Regions from separate parts of the Cyprinus carpio genome. Here region 2 is linked to region 1. The links are chromatin contacts, called in public Hi-C maps. All regions are on one chromosome and are shown on one strand. Each heading gives the region's core, a stretch centred on a gene start, on an enhancer-like site or on the middle of the called end of the contact. The rest is flanking DNA. Distances are from core to core; before and after follow the strand shown.

The links. Hi-C and Micro-C count contacts between places; a contact is called where the count stands out from the background.
Region 2: a Hi-C map of red blood cells shows a contact between it and region 1, with 4 times the contacts expected there. The contact joins the promoter of LOC109107121 here to the enhancer-like site in region 1. A contact is called at or near these places in 5 of 8 Hi-C or Micro-C datasets (liver, red blood cells and skeletal muscle).

Annotation. Positions count from the first base shown.
Region 1 is chrA19:1,402,542-1,408,573 of ASM1834038v1, forward strand. No RefSeq gene overlaps it. Among protein-coding and RNA genes, the nearest start is that of LOC109111495, 22 kb to the right of the region's middle. Within about 2 kb of position 3,145, at least 5 of the 8 cell types and tissues checked have an H3K27ac peak or open chromatin away from gene starts, as enhancers often do.
Region 2 is chrA19:1,495,158-1,501,189 of ASM1834038v1, forward strand. LOC109107121 (palmitoyltransferase ZDHHC18-B) reads left to right here and starts at 3,574. Exons shown (of 9, transcript XM_042776031.1): 1 at 3,574-4,277; 2 at 5,645-5,805. The coding sequence starts at 4,039.

The DNA.
Region 1 (6,032 bases), core at 1,895-4,394:
TCTTAGTTTTTATTTTTAATATCTATATATTTTAAGTAACAAAAACTGTTTTATGGTTTTAGTTTTAGTTAACTATAATAACCCTGTTACATTGTCACAATTAATAATAATAATTAAAATAAATGCTGTTCTTCTGAACTTTCGACTCTATCAAAAAATCCTGAAAAAAAGTATATCACCGTTTCCACAAAAATATGAAGCAATTAAATATGAAGCAGTTTTAACTGTTTTCAACATTGATAATAATATGAAAGTTTCTTGAGCAGCAAATCAGCATATTAGAATGATTTCTGAAGGGTTATGTATTACACTTATTAAAATATTTTATTTTATGATATTTGTATTTTTGACCAAACACTGCAGCCTTTGAGCATTAGAGACTTTTTTCTAAAAAATCTTACCGACCCCAAACATCTGAACAGTAGTGAATCCGGCCTTAAATCTGTAACATAGCAAATGTGATTTTTACAGAGTCATCTAGACTTTAACCTGCACATGTGAACGTGCTTCTGAAATTATGCAGTATATCTCAAGCATGCGCCCTTGTCTTGATCATATTAATACTTATCGCAAATGCCACATATCTTTTTCTTTTAGTTGACAGTTCTAATAAAAGTTTACTTCACATCCTCAACCACTAGATGGCAGTGTTGAGTGTGGCATGCACCAGTCTAATTATTGCTTTTACATGCTCAGACACTTAATTACAGCCCTAATACAGAGATATTACTGCTGTCTAAAATCTTTTATGGATCTCATCATGGCTGTGTTTCCTGATAGAGGTTTGCTTTATGCTGTTGATGCGTTTCTAAATTGTAGAACCACCATTTAATTAATTGAGGCGAGAGCACTAAAGCATCTCTCAAAATAGCACGCCCTCCTGCTTGCCAAACACACTTCTCTGGCTTTCTTCATTTAAACTTGTTTCTTCGAAAAATATGAGCATGACGAACACGACGAAGAAGAACGCGAGAATGAGCACAGTTTGAGACACGACTGAGATCTGGAATAATGCATTGATATGTGCTTTATAAGGAGGCCTATATATAATAAACAGCGATGTGCTAGTAATATGCATGCTAATAAGCAGCTAGTTAGAAGTGTTCCTGTATTTTTTTTATTGTCATCAAGAAAAACCATAAGTCAGATCACTACTACACGCAGGCAAGCTGCAAAATATTTTAAATAAAAATAAATAAATGCAACAGAGTACGCAAAATATGGTAAATGGAGAGTAAACCTAAACAAGGTAACCTTTTTTTGATGCATGCCTGTGAAAAATCCTCCAGCAACATGCAGCTATGTTGAATTGGACTTGGTAGCTGGGTTTTCTTATTGCTCGTTTTATCATCATCAGGTAAAAATAATAAGCTAAATCGCTTAAAAAGACAAGACTCCTCAACAAAAGACACAATTTGAGACCTAACAGTAAGTATGAGCAATTGTAGTAGTGATGCTTCCTCAGCAAACACCTCAAAAACTATACAAGAACAGATGCACAATACTCAAAGCTGCCCTCTTTGCATTGGTTTTTGGATTGCGAGGTAAACCCTCCAAACATGACATATACACAGAGAGATTAGTCTCGTATGACCTGATTTACACCGCAGATGCACCGGCCCACTCTCCCTTTGTCTGCTCAGTGTTGTTGTTTGAGGGTGATCTTCAGGATTTGTACTTTGTGATAAAGGAAATGTAAAATATGCCCTATTTCTTTTCATAACGCACCAGATATGCTATACTCCGAAAAGACGATAATACGAGGCCAGGTTATAAGATCACACGGGCCGAAGATGGGCTCCAGGAACTACAGCGTTTCACCCAAGACATCAATCTAGCTCTGAATTCCAGGATTATGTGAAATTAATTCAGTTTTAGCGGGCCGCGGAACAGATGGCTGTTTCATTCAGGACTCAGGCTGGTTTTGTTGCCTGGCAATCTCTTCCCAAACCAAATCAGAGACCGTAAAACTGTCACTTAGGGCCGCAGGAATCTCATTTTCCCCCCACAACTCCAGCCACCAAATTCGACGGTCCCTCCTCACGCGGAGCTGCCGCCCCCCGTTAAGAGCGATATGCAAAACAGCAAAGGCCTTCGGATTAATTGACATTTCATGAAATTATCCCGAGCAAACCCCTTTTAAGATATGCTGAGACTGAGGGGAAGATCTATCGCACACTTTCAGTTCTGGACCTTTAAATCCTAATGCACACAAAAACTAAAAAAAGAAAAATATAAAAATAAAAAAATAAAAAGATTTTAATAGATTAAAACAGAAAAACCCATAGACAAATTCAAAAATGAAATCTTTAATTCATAAAAAAGTAAAAAAAAAAAAAGAGAAAAATGGTTTTGTTACTCATAGACAGGTTCAATAAAGGAATAGTTCACTGAAAAAATAAATTTTGGGGCATTTTTACTCCCTCGTGTCATTCTGTGGCGTACAAAAGAAGAGTTTTTAAAGAATATTAATGTTTCACTTATCCACCACGTCCTTTGACCACCAAATAAGACACAAACACACTAAAGGGTATGTTTACATGAATGAAAAAGCTCAAAACGTTCCCAGTTGTGGCAAAACGTGGCCAGTGTGGCGATGTGACTTTGTAAAGAAACCCTATGCACATACGTATCCCTGTATATACGGTCGCATGACGTCACAAATACAAAAACTTGCACTTTCCAGGCCCCAAAAATGCCATTGTCATAACAGCCAGAACACATAAAATGATTTCTGTTTTTAGCTAAAAACTGTGTCGCCGTGTAAACCCCCACTAAATGACTTCTACAGTGTATTCGAAGTATATTCGCTGATCTGAATATGCAGAATAGAGGCGATTTTCTAAGAATAGGGAGTTAAAAGACTTGGACTTCTGTTTTTGTCTTCCATAGGACTGACAGCATATTAGTGTGGAATAAAATTAGGGCGAGTAAATAATGACAGACGGGCTACTTCATGTTTAGTCTATAAAATAACACTGTAGTTGTGGTATCAAATGTGTTTATCACAGTTGCATTGCAAGGGACATTGAAGATTAATATAAATACAGCAGTGTAACTCTGGGTATATTGTGCACAGAGGCACACTCTCTCACAGTATTTCTCTGTGCTTCAGTAAAGGCGGGAGTTTACAGGAACAGCAGGCAGGCCCGGCCACATCACGCGCGGAGCAACACAGGAATGCATTGTATGTGGAAGAGACAAGGCAAGAGGAGCGAAGTAGTGCCCAAGTTAATTAAAATCCTCCATCTCTCGAATGTCTTAAAAGTACTCAGCAGTCCATAAAAAATAAGCCACGTAATATTTTATGGAAAGGTACTGTCAAATATAGCGAGCGGACGTCGAGTAGTTTTACTGCATTAAACCCCTCAGTGTCACACATACACACAGAAGAGTGAGCCGCGGAGGAATCCCGGAGCTTGTCAGCGCGTGCTGCGGCCCTGAAAGCACACACAGTAAATTGAAGCGAGGATCACACCGAAAACCCGGACTGGAGCAGCGAGAGAAGCCACGAGTAAAGAGCACTAGGTTTCAAAGCAGATTGGGCTTCTACAGGGGTGTCAGACTCAGCTCCTGGAGGGTCGAAGCCCTGCAGGGTTTAGTTCCAGCCCTGCTCCAACACACATACCATGTAGTTTTCAATTAGGCCTGAAGGACTTGATTAGTTGGATCAGGTGTGTTTAATTAGGGTTGAATCTGAACTCTGCGGCCCCACAGGAATTGAGTTTGACACCCCTGGGCTACTGAAGGAGTAAACTAGGAGACACAAGTGGCTGTTTTTATTTTAGGGTCATGCCGAGTGTCTTTAAACATCCCAGGTCCGAGCTGAAGACTGTAGTCTCTGGTCTAGTCTAGTCTAGATATATATATATATATATATATATCTATATATATATATATATATATATAATATATATATATATATATATATATATATATATTAGGGCTGTCAAATGATTATCACGATTAAATCACGTCCAAAATAAAAGTTTTGTTTACATAATATATATGTGTAGTACTGATGTATATTATTATGTATATATAAATACACACACGTGCATGTATATATTTAAGAAGAATATGTTGTTTTATATATTAAATATATTTATATATAATATAAAATATAAGGAATATAAATATATAAATGTATATACATGTAAATATTTTCTAAATATATAATTTATGTGTGTGTATTTATATATACATAAGAAATATACCCTGTACACATACATCTATTATGTAAACAAAACTTTTAATTTGGATGTGATTAATCGTGATTAATCATTTGACAGCCCTAATATATATATATATATAATATATGAGAATTATGAGAGACTGATATGAATCTCATGGAGTCTATTAAAAAAATGTAGGCTGTATAAAAATGTTTTTTCATATGAATTTTTTATATCCTATAATAGGATATATTTTTCCCTTTCTTTATACCAAAATGTATAGCATAAGAAAATTAGGTGAATGTGTAATATTATTGTTTATTTAAAAAGTTTGGATGTCATTAATGGTACCTTTCGTTATCATGAAAGTAATTATAATGTAAAAACCAAAAAAAAAAAAAAAGGCTGTAATGGCTTCTGTGAATGCCTTCCTCATGCTAATAGACCTGCACTGGTGTAAAGACCTGTGAGGAACCCCTGTCGGGTTTTGGCATCCAAGCACACTAGACAAGGGTTCCTCACATTCATTTCTGTCATTTGACTCAAGTATTTGGGATTCCCGGCCAAATCTTTCTGCTTCCTGTCGATTAGCTCCTGCTATTCTGACTCCAGGAGCGTGTGCCAATAACATGGCTCTCTGGCACAGACGGGCTCCTCAGAAACGCCTCGTCATGAGGAATGCGACGGGAATTCAATCAAACATTTGGGCACCTCTGAACACCGGCAGCGTGTCACCTTTTACTTTATACTGAAGAATTAAGACAAGTCAGTTCCCTTTATGTGCTGCTTCCAGACATTCAGACCTTTTATTTTCCGGTCCAGCTGCATGCTGCAAAATAAATCAGTGTATAAATGAATGAATTAATGAATAAAAATACATTTTCTGTGTGCATTGGATGCCCTGAAAGTGTACAAGTGAGTTTAAAAAGTTAATAAATAAATACAGAAAATTCCTTTTCAATTCCCCACAATTCACTTATATATTTTCCCTTTCTTTATACAAAAATAAAAGTTATATTTATAGCATAAGAAGGCCATTTCAGGACAATTAAGCTGATTTTACCTCATAATTCTCATTACTTTTGTTGCAAAACAAATATTATTTAATTATGTTTCGCAAGAAAATATTCTTCAAATTTTTTATTTAATTAAAAATCGAATTTTATGTGTTACTTTGCAATTATTTATGAAATTATCTAATAATAATAATTAAAAAAAATTAAACCAAAATAAAACACTAAACCATTTTTTTTTCAGTGTAGCATTAAAAACAACTCTTCTTAAAAGATGACAAATCCAAACTGATGTAAACAAACAAGCTTCAGTCTACCCACATGCTTTCGCTGTCCCTGATCTGAACTTTCAAGGCCTGGACGCTTTTGTCAGCTAAGCAAAAGGTCAACATCCTTATCCCTCACGCTGGACGTGTTTCGATTCCTCCTGCATTAGCATAAGCCACATCCATGCTGTTTTATCCTTAACACCCCCCACGTCTTCCCCTCCCTCCATTCACCGTCCTTGTCCTCTTCCTGATTGTCACGTCTGGGTGTCACAAAGTGCTGCCAGGGCGGCTGGGTCGCCCCTCCTCTGCTCGCCCAGCTGTCGCTGGTTACATAATAGCAAGGCCTTGTTGTGCTTGGTGTCTGGCTTTGTGCGCCTGTCACTGAGCATGATTGTGGGTGAGATTAAGCAGTGGGTGAGAAGACGCCACGAAGGGCTTTCTACCTGATCCCAGCAGTGGAAACACAGCCGGCGCAGATCTGAGGGCTGTGGAGGAAATTGGAAGCTCTTTTAGCGTTCACTCTCACACTGGGATGTGTTTGTGATGTCTCGCTTGTCGTGGTGTCTGAACATCTC
Region 2 (6,032 bases), core at 2,324-4,823, 93 kb after region 1:
TTATGTTGGTAGAAATAAAGCTTTGCTCGAGCCAAAGCTTGTTTTGCATATCTTCTCCTTTTATGTGCAATAAAAATATTTGATGATTATTTCAGTGTTTAATTTATAATTGCATGGTTAGATGGTTAGCTAGTTAGTGTGTCTGTCATGGAAATGTGATGTCTGTGACATGCACAACTACTGAAACCCTGCTGTATTGAGTTCTGTTTTCTTCATGTTATTCTTTGATATCTTCTTACTTTTTTCCTAAATCATATTCTTTTTTGTATCTTCTTTCTGATTCTTGTTTTAGTTCATTTTATTCTGTACAAAGGCTGTAAAGCCACAAACTGGCAGTAGCTATACATTTATTTTGTCTTTAGTATTAATCTAATGTTAGTTATTAATTTGAACCTGGAAATGTTCTGTTGTCTCAGTTCAGCTCATTGATCTTCGTGACATACTTTAAAATGCATTTCCTGTACACGCTGATATTCAGACTCTGTCTGTTTTTCAGAAGCGCAACAGGATGCATATGACTTTGCAATAAAGACAGCAGAAAAACTCAACACAGCTGTCATTTACTTACAGTTAACACATGGCAAAGAGTGTTTCTTTTCCTAATAATGTTGATCTTTTTTTATTATTATAATTAGTGCACCAAGTTGTTGCTTGTTTAGAATACACACATTAAATGGACGTTTGCGTATGAAAGCTATTTTGTGAACTATAGGAATGGGACGTGAAGACATACTCCACTAAATTCAAGATGTTGATCTCTCTATCTATAAATTTATTTATTTATTTATTTTTGCCAACAGATATTAATGAAATTTACACTACACTTTGGGGTGGGGAAGGTTTTAATCTTATTTCTGTTATGATTTGTTGCATTTATTTGATCAAAATACAGTTAAAACAAAATTATGGAATATTATTACAATTTAAAACATCTCTTTTCTTTGTGAATATATTATAAGCTGTAAATCTGCTGTCTTTTCAGCATCATTACTCCAGTCTTCAGTGGTGCATGATCCTTCAGAAATCATACTAATATGCTGCTCAAGAAACATTTCTGATTATTATCAATGTGAAATGTATTTATTTATTTAATGAATTAATTTTTTTTAAGTGAAATCTTTTTACAGATTTCTAAAGAACAAGATTTATCTGAAATAGAACAGGTTTACAGCAACTATGATGATGTTGTATAACCTTTTCTCTAAGGGTGACAGATTAAAAGAGGTTTAGAGACATTTCTACAATTATCTTTATACTACGGTTTATGATTTTTTTCTATTCATAGTATTGAGAAAATGAAAAAATAAAGAGAATTAAGAAAAACATAAAAATTAACTAACTAATACAAGATTTTTACACAATAAGTCAACAGATAGATAGACGGATGGATAGATAGACAGATAGATAGACAGATAGATAGACAGACAGACAGATAGATAGATACATGGATAGACAGACAGGTTGGTAAAGACAGACAGAAAGATCAGACAGATAGACGATAGACAGCTGAGACAGACAGACAGATAGATAGATAGACGATAGATAGATTAGAATAGATACATAGGATAGAGACAGGACCGATAGATAGACTAGATGGTAGAGAGGACAGACAGATAGTAGACAGATTAGACCGATAGAGACATGGATAGACAGACAGATAGATAGATAGACATACAGACAGATAGACAGACAGACAGATGAGACAGACAGATAGATAGACAGATAGATAGACAGACAGATGACAGACAGATAGATAGATAGATAGACAGACAGACATGAACAGACAGATAGAACAGATCGCGATACAGACAGACAGATAGATAGCCCGCTAGATAGATACATGGATAGATAGAAAGATAGATAGACAGATAGATGACAGGACAGACATACAGACAGATGGACAGATGATAGATACATGGATAGACAGATAGATAGACAGCCAGATAGATAGACAGACAGACAGATAGCTAGATAGGACAGTAGACAGACGATTAGAATAGATAGATAGACAGACAGACAGATAGATAGATAGACAGATAGTAGATCCTGATAGACAGACAGATAGACAGATGACAGATAGAAGACAGATAGATATGAGATAGACAGACAGACAGATAGACAGACAGATAGATAGATACGATCAGGACAGACAGATAGATAGAGAACAGATAGATAGATAGATAGATGGATAGACAGACAGATCGATAGATACATGGATAAGATAGACAGATAGATAGATAGACAGACAGACAGGACAGACTGGATAGACAGACGGATAGATGGATAGACAGACAGACAGATAGATGGACAGATAGACCGACAGATAGATAGACGGCTCGCAGACAGACAGACAGACAGACAGACAGATAGATAGATAGACAGACAGATAGCTCGATAGATAGACAGACACGCATGGAGAAACATAGAGAAAGTGAGATAGATAGATAGATAGACAGACAAAAAAAAGAGATAGATATATAGATAGACAGACAGATAGATAGATAGATAGATAGACAGACAGATAGACCGACAGATAGAATTGATAGATAGACAGATAGACAGATAGATAGCTAGATAGATAGATAGATAGATGACAGATAGATAGATAGACAGATAGATAGATACATGGATAGACAGACAGACAGACAGACAGATAGACAGACAGAAGACAGACAGATAGATAGGACAGACAGATAGAGATTACATGGATAGATAGATAGATAGATAGATAGATAGATAGATAGATAGATAGATAGACAGACAGACAGATAGATAGACAGACAGATAGACAGACAGACAGATAGATAGATAGATACATGGATAGATAGATAGACAGACAGATAGATAGACAGACAGACAGATAGATAGACAGACAGATAGATAGATAGATAGATGGATAGACGGATAGATAGACAGATAGATAGATAGATAGACAGACGGATAGGACAGACAGATAGACGATGGATAGATAGATAGAAGACAGACAGAGACAGACAGATAGACAGACAGAGACAGACAGATAGATAGATAGATAGACAGACAGAGACAGACAGATAGACAGACAGACAGATAGATAGATACATGGATAGATAGATAGACAGACAGATAGATAGACAGACAGACAGACAGATAGATAGATACATGGATAGATAGACAGACAGACAGACAGATAGAAGATACATGACAGAAAGATAGATAGATAGACAGACCAGATAGGAGACATCAGATAGATAGATAGACGATACCGGGATAGATAGAACAGACAGATTAGATAGATAGATAGATAGATACATGGATAGATACAGACAGACAGACAGACAGATAGAGTAGATAGATAGATAGATAGATAGATAGATAATAGATAGCTAGATCGACAGATAGATAGATAGATAGATAGATAGGGATAGATAGACAGACAGATAGATAGGATGATAGATAGACGAGATGGATGCCTGATAGAATGGTAAAACAAAGATAGATAGATAGACGGACGGACGGACGGATGATAGATAGATAGACTGAACGTCATCGATGGTAAAACAAAGATAATGACACGAGCGCCTGTCCCGCAGCCCGCCGTCATGAGGATCGAGCATCGAGGACTGAAGCGTCACATCCTTTGTGTCCATCATCATCTGCGCGGCGGTGCGTCTGTGAATATGTGCGGCAGATTATCACTCATTGTGCTCTTCGTGTAAATACTGACGCTCGTTCGGGCGTCCGTCATTCAGCAGCGAGTGAAAGCGGAACGGGAGAAGCGCGCCTTTGCGTTACACCAGCCGGCCAAAGCCAAGCCGCGGCTTTATTAAACCTTGTAGCGAGCACGCGTTAGTGACGTCGCCGCCGCATATCGCGTTACGTCACATGCATGCTGGTAAATCCGTCGCGTTTCATCGTGCGCCGATTGGATTGCGATAGGTTTGCTAATAAAATGGGACGCGGTCGGCGCGCGCTTGTGGAATGACACATCCATCCGCGCAGCAGCTGATGTTTGATGGACACCGAGCGCGGAGCGGCTTGATTTCTCCGCCGTGAAGGATGAAAAACCTCGACTATCAGCAAATAGACCCTCAGGCACTCGCGACTCCTACCCCGACGCCTCCACCGCGACCTCTGCCCGAGCACAAGCCCAGACGAGCCCGGAGGAAATGGGAGGTGTTTCCCGGGAAGAACCGCTTCTGCTGTGACGGTCGCGTTATCGTGGCGCGTCAGTGCGGCGTGCTGCCGCTCACACTGGGACTCATCGTGCTCACCAGCGGACTCTTCTTCATATTCGAGTAAGTCCGCTGCCTCGGGCTGGGATACTAGTCTGGAGGGGTTAGAGAGCATCTGAACGAGAGGAGCAGTGCAGGCCCAGGACAGGCGCACGTGCAGCTCAGCTCACAAGTAAACAATAAATAAAACCCTCGTACACGTCTAAATGCACACCTGCTTCCAAATGCATTTGAATTAGGACGCGTTTGTTAATTAAAACTAGCTGACATATTAAAAACAGAGTTCACTTACTCGAGAAAATGGTCGTATTTTGTTCATGAACCTGCATGACTTTCGTGTGTGTAACATAAAGATTTGTTTGCTGTCTGTCCAGCAGTGCGGGGTAGATTTCTGATTACACATTACATGACAAATCTGTAAGTAGTAACGTAATGCATTACACTTTATAGGTAACACAATCCGATTACTTTTAGATGACCTTTGACATTTTAAAATGCAATAATTTAAATTATTTATTGACTTATGAATATTTGAATTATTTTGGATTATTTATTGCCATGTGTGAATAATATGTTATCATGTAAATACGAGTATTTTATGTAGGCTAATATAATCTTAATTACAGCTACTGACTACAGATCTTTGCAGTCTGATTTCGCAGCACTGCTTATTCTTCAAGAAATCTTATTTTGTGTTCACAGAAGAAGGAAATGGAAATAGAAATTTTCATTTTTTTTTTAAATCGAGCATAAACTACATAATGAAGATAATATTGAACTGCAACTGCAAGATAAACAGTAGGTTTCCATTGTGTCAACTTACCCCCTTTTTTGTGACCGCATGCCCTGCTTCCATAGCAATGTAGTCCCCCAATATAGCTCTCTTCTGTGTTATAAGAGCTCATTAAACTGTCTGCAATTGTTCCATTTACAATAATAACTAACTGGAAATATTCTGTATGCAAGATTAATACTGAGAACGAACTCTGAGAACTATTCACTGGAGCAGAATGTGATTCATGCAGTAATTGAGATGGCTGTATGAATCTTCATGTGAAATGTACTGTCTCTCTCAGGACATTATTTGTACCGAGGCCACTTTTAGGGACTTAATTAATGATGTATGGTTACTTAAAAGTGGCTCACTTAATTTTGGTGTTAATCATGCCTCTCATTTTAAAGCTTTTCCCTGTGGATGCCGCACATTAAGTAGAGACTGAGTTTGATTCTATAGTTCAAATCTTTATATTATTGCACTAGCGCTGCAACGCTTTAGACATCAGTTCTTGTGCGGATTCTCTTGATAGGGCCATTGTTTAGCGTTAGACTATAGAATCTGCAGAGCTGCAGGGAATGGAGCAGCGCAGTATTTTAAAGCCTCCTTGTTCCACAATCAGTGTTTTCCTGACTGAGGCGTTGTGTGGTTCCAGCTGCCCGTTCCTGGTGGAGCACCTCACCGGCTGCATCCCGGCCATCGGAGGGGTCCTGTTTGTGTTTGTGATCATCTCTCTCCTCCAGACCAGCTTCACGGATCCGGGGATCCTGCCCCGGGCCACACCAGAGGAGGCCGCAGACATCGAGAAACAGATCGGTGAGGGAGCACACATCTCATCTCACACGTGTCCAGATAACAAGTGCACTGCTCACTGCGTGATGCACTGTACACTCTTACAAAGAAAGGTTCTTTATTGGCATCTGTGGCTCCACGAAGAACTTTGAACATCCGTGGAACCTTTAAATTCCACAAACGGTTCTCTATAATTAGATAATTAGAATGTTCTTTACACTGAGTGTCACTGAAAGGTTCTTTGGGGAACC